Linked DNA regions of Mus musculus: region 1 is linked to region 2. Evidence: chromatin contacts called from public Hi-C data. All regions are on one chromosome and are shown on one strand. The core of a region is the stretch at or near the end of the contact, and the rest is flanking DNA. Distances in the headings are between cores, read along the strand shown.

Region 1 (2,700 bases), core at 131-2,630, 360 kb after region 2:
ACAGGAATAGTTCCTTCCCAGAAACTCCAACGAACATTTCCCCTGTTAGCAGCCACATAGTATCTTAGATACCAAACAGTGCAGGTCCGTTGTGGGAAATATTTAAAAAGATCCTGCCAACTCTCCACTGGGCCGGACTATGCTCCTGCACTCCTGCCGCCACTGTCAAGTCTCTGGAGCTATCCCTGACTGCACCTGATTGCTGTGCCTGACCCCTCGCTGTGTGCCCGTCTCTCGTTTGCTTGTCCCTGGTGTTGCTCGTTCTTCCTCAGCCATGAACTCATGTAGTTGTTGATCCCACATTCCAGTAACTAAATGGAACCACCAACATCATGGTTGCATATCACAAGACCCAGTAACCCTGTAGAATCAAGACTCTTAAAGCTTACTTAACCAATAAGATTTATGTATCAATAATATCTCAATTTACAAAGCTTTATCCCAATATTTCTAACCTTGTGAAATCATAGCGACTTGTGGCTGGAAAACACCCATGGGTACAAGTCAGCAGCCATCTTCCTTCTCCTATCCCAAGACACTCTGACTTGGCCACTTTTAGCTCTGCCTCCCTTTTCCCTGTCCAATCACAGGCCTCCCTTTGCCCTAATGTGACTGGACAGAGAACATCCTGCAACACAGGTACACATACGCTTTTGTTGCTTTAAGTTGCCCAGTTTGTGGAAGTGTCAATGTCACCCTGATAAAAATCATATTATGAAATTGGGCAAAATGGACATCACAAATAAATATAGTTCAGAGGCAAATTGACAGAGACACAAAGATTCCACCACAAGGCCTGATCCTGAGGGCAGCTGTACCTCTTCTCTCCCAAACAAATCCTCAAAGGGTTTCCATTCCAGGTCTTTTCTGCTGACAAGTCTGCAACTGAATCCCAAACTACCAAACAAGTTGAGACAAGCCTGTTTGTGTGGATAACAAATACCAACTGAACAGTTTGTTTTGTTTTGGCACAGGCATATCCAATACAAATGGATCCAAGCTAGACTTTGAAAAGAAAGTTTATACATGTTTGTGCTTTCCCCCTCAAAACCCAGCTGGCAACAGATGGAGACACTATTCATCAAATCCTAATTGATCCTAAGAGAGGATAGCTGGAGAGTGAAGAGCCTTTCCCAGACATTCTTTGGTCTCTCCCCTGAAGGAGAATTTCACTGCCATCTGGAAAAAAGCAGGCTGCTCCTTTCACAGACATTGTTAAGCTAATTACCAACTGGTTCCAATCTATAAATCCCAAAACTGCACACACACACACACACACACACACACACACACACACACACACACACCACACCACACCACACCACACCTGCTGTATTCCTGTGTCTCTAGTTTATCGGTTAGGAAGTGCTGCCACCTAAAGACTTAGAGCTGTGTACTATTTCTTCTCACAACTCAGTGTGAGACAGAGTGAAGTACTGAGGGCTTTAGTGTGCATCACAGGTCAGGTTGCCATGCAAATATGAAAATCTACAACAGTCGCGTAAAACACTGAGCACAGCAGCACATGCCTGTCATCCTAGTGCCTAAGAGATGGAGGCAGGAGGATCCAAGGGATTGAAATCCACTCAGCCCAGCCAAATCAGTAATTCTGTGGTTCAGTTAGAGACCCTGTCTCAAAAACAAGTTGGGAAACCATACATAGTTACATTTGTCTTTAATCCCCACACCCAGGAGACAGGAGCTGGCTGATCTCTGTGAGTTCAAGCCCAGCCTGGCAGGCTATGTAGTGAATTTCAGGTCAGTTATAGATAAATAATGGCCTCAAAACACTTTTCTAAGTGAGAAATAGTAAAGAAGACACCTGACATTAACTTCTGGCCTCCACACATTTGCACACATATATGACATGCATCTGCACCTACATAATACACGTGAGCACACATAGATAGATAGATGATAGATAGATAGATAGATAGATAGATAGATAGATAGATAGATAGATAGATAGAACTGTGATTTAAAGCATACATCTTTTACCAGAAAACACATTGGACTTCAGAGAGACAAAAGGACTTGTCACACTTCAAAATCATTGATAGCCTCTGCTGTAGCCTCTTGAGACTCAATCCCTCAAGCAGACATAAGTAAGAAACACCGGCTTAATTTCAGGTATTTGATGTTGAGAGATCTGTTCTACCGAACCTTGAACTTCTGTAAGCAGAAGTAAGTACTAAGGCATTTGTGGTCACTCAAGTCCCTGATAACTTCAGATTCAAATATTAGTTTAGTATTGCTCATGGTGTATATCTTACTCTGATTATTATTAATTAAGAGAGTATATATCCCAAGCCAGTTTCATTGCGGAGTAAATGTTGGTTAAGGTTCTCAGCACTGCTTGTGGGCTTCTGCCTTTGTTTCTCCTGGTCTCCAGATCACAGGTCATGAAAAAGCCAAAATGAATCTTAGAAATCTGTCTGTGTGCAGTGCTTTTGAAAAGCTTGACACTGACATCTCCTTAGCGAGTCATCAATAACTAAAGTCTTCAGGTGGTCATCCTCCAGAGACCTATAAAAAGAAAATTAAAAGCTTGATCAATTGTACTTCTGTAAGATCCTACATTTTTTATGACTACAAGAAATGAAATCAAATAAAACAAACTACCTTTCCTGAAGATGATTCCCATTCCTGCTCTCTAAGTCACAGTGGAATAAGTGACCTGAATCAAAGGCAAGAAATGTA
Region 2 (2,860 bases), core at 54-2,553:
CTGAAGACTTGCTTATTCATTGGGAACAAGATCTCACCCTGTCACCTGGAGCTGAACTTAGTGTTACACTCTTTCCCCAAGTGCTTGAGGCCCTGGGCTCTATCCTCACAATGGAAAAGACCAAGTGAGGAAGAGACAGCAAGCCAGAGTTCCTGTGCACACACTTGGACTTGAACGCACTGTCTTGTCTTTCATTCCTTCTTTACATCTCCCTACCAAGAACTGTGAAATGTTAGTGTGCCACTTTACAGAGGGAAATCTAAGGCACAGAGAGCTAAAAAGGCTGTCAGTTCTCACAATCTCCCAGTGAGAGGAGAAGCAGCAGGAGATTCCAGGTTGTTTCACTCTTACTCACATTTGGCCGGTGTTCTTTGGTCCCACCCTCCCCTTCTTCACAGGAACAAAAGTAGAGCTAGAAAATAACTGATGATGTTGTTACTATGTTGTGTCCAGATGTCTACATGAGAAGAGGAAAGAGACACAGACAGAAACAGAAAGAGGGGTAAACCTGACCCATGGCAGATTCTGGATTACATACCGTGGATTAAACACGTGGCAGTCTGTTGGCCTTTCTGTTGGGACATTAGTAGCTGAGCAATAGACAAAGCTGGCACACTAGACCTCTTACTGTGCTGAGCAGAGTGCTCACTCAGGGCAGAGGGAGTACAGACTTGCAGGATTCCCTCTGTAATTCAGTACAGATATTCAGGGGACAATATCCTTCAGTGGGTTAGACAATATCCTCAGGGCACCCAAGAGGAATCTCTCTGTGAAGGCTGGCCCACCCTCCCAGAACAATAGCCTCTGGATATCCAGACTGATGCCCCTTGAAGAAATGAGTGCCACTTCTTTCTGAAAAAAGAAAGAAATTTGAGTCTTGTTTAAGCCTCTGCCAGCTTTTTAATTTTGTGATTTTCACAAGTCTTCATTAACACTGTCATGATGAATGAGCACCAAGTTATAATTTGTCCCTTCCATAGTCCCCAGAGCCTGAAAAGCCATCTTCCAGTGCCATCACCTTAATGATTATTTATGGACAGTGCATGACTTTTCCAAATGGGTACCATGCATAACACCCATGCATTTCCATAAAAACAAGGGCAGTTTTTAAAAGCAAACATACATTTGCCTCATCTATGCAAATCTATTCCAGAGGATTTAATGAAACCACTGCTTCCCTGTACCCTAAACATGCAAGTTCCTGGCTTGTGTTCAGCTCACAGTTTGATTTTAAGTGCTGTGGTGAGAGGAGGGGGCTCTCTGAGTAAGAGGGGAGCTGGTGCCTTAGCTCATGATGCAGCGTGCTTGTGCAAAGCAGCCTGCACTTGCAGTTGTGAGCAGAGAGCCAAGTGTGGGAGTGCACAACGGAGGTAACGTCCTCCCCACAAAGCAGCCAGCACACAGCAAGGGAGTATCAGGTTCCTGTAGTCAGCTGTGGGCTGTCACTGTCTACTAATATGACTGTCTTCCCATCTCTCTGCAAGAAGGCAGAAGCTGCTATCTGATTGGTATAGCATCTGACTTTCCCTCTGCATTGATTTCTTGTCCTTTTCCTTTGCTTCATAAAGAGAGGGACAAGAGCTGGTGCTGTGGACAGAGAAGCTTCATTTTTAGTATGAGACAACCTCTTTATTTTTTCAGGAGAGGGAAGTTGGATTATCAATTCTTTTGTAAATGTGTATGGTGATATTTGCTCCGGTAAGTTTATCTCTATTGATTTGCTTTTCTCACTCTCTGTCTCTCTCTGTCTTTCTCTGTCTCTCTGTCTCTCTCTGTCTCTCTGTCCCTCTCTCTTTGTCTGTCTGTGTGTGTGTGCGCGCGCGCTCGTGTGTGTGTGTGTGTGTGTGTGTGTGTGTGTGTGTGTGTATCTCTGTCTTTCTCTATGTCTCTGTCTATCTCTGTCTCTTTCTCTTTGTATATATACATGTATAAGTACATTTGGGGTGTATAATTTTCTTTACCAATGTGATTTTTTAAAAAATAATTGGTGATAATGTCTTTTTCCCCTTTAACTTTGCTTTCTTTTATGCATGTTTAAACCACAGAGTCTGGGTTATATAGTATAATTCTCACGTTAGCTACTAAAGTATATACTGGGTTTCTGGGTTTCTTTTTAACACAGTAAGAAACTAAGCAAAGTTATATTAAGCTTCATAAAAATGTAATGCCATTCCATCTCAGCCTTTTTTTTTTTAGGGCACTTAATGTTCTGAGTATATTCATTGTGCCACAACTTGCCTATAATTTTAATTAAAGTTTCTTCACCAGTATCACTGTGAGAATATCTTCAACTCTTTAAATAGCTTCCAAATACTATGTTAAATTCATAAGGTCTTATACCAAACTACAGTTAAGAAATGAGCTGCCCCTCCAATTCTGAGACATTTATTAAGAGAACTGAATTTCTACACCAAAAAGTATCCATATTGTTAAAGTAAATCTCTTGCACTGTATGAAAAGCTGGGCTTCACATGGCCATTGTTTCTTTTCTGACTGTCTTGGGTGTTTGTGCCACCATCTGCCACATGCCTAGTGCTGAGTCTAGTGTGGCCATGGCTCAAGCTAATCAGGAGGAAAGTTGCTTTTATTAATTCACACTGATGCAGAATGGGTTTTCAGTCACATCTGTTCAGATTCATGATTTCTGAATGCATCACCTGGTTAGCTGAAGGCAGAGGATGGTCTGGATTCCTTATTGTTAATTCAGAAGTCTGGGAGAAAATCTATTAATATGATTACAGTAGATACAGATGGTAAGACGATTAACTACTTGTGCTAATGGAAACAAACACACTTTACTCTTTTCTTTCTTTTTTTCTTTTGTCACACAGCAAATCTACATAGCTTTTTTTTTTTTCAC

The links. Hi-C and Micro-C count contacts between places; a contact is called where the count stands out from the background.
Region 1: a contact with region 2 is called in a Hi-C map of neural progenitor cells, with 4 times the contacts expected there. The contact joins the enhancer-like site here to the promoter of Synpr in region 2. A contact is called at or near these places in 13 of 484 Hi-C or Micro-C datasets (the HPC-7 cell line, cerebral cortex, cortical neurons and 7 more) and 1 of 115 datasets of contacts at active chromatin or transcription factors (embryonic stem cells).

Annotation. Positions count from the first base shown.
Region 1 is chr14:13,811,916-13,814,615 of GRCm38.p6, forward strand. No RefSeq gene overlaps it. Among named protein-coding and RNA genes, the nearest start is that of Gm281, 100 kb to the right of the region's middle. Within about 2 kb of position 1,381, at least 5 of the 459 cell types and tissues checked have an H3K27ac peak or open chromatin away from gene starts, as enhancers often do. A contact at or near this core is called in neural progenitor cells, where this site is marked.
Region 2 is chr14:13,452,655-13,455,514 of GRCm38.p6, forward strand. Synpr (synaptoporin) reads left to right here and starts at 1,304. Exons shown (of 5, transcript NM_001163032.1): 1 at 1,304-1,698. The coding sequence starts at 1,675.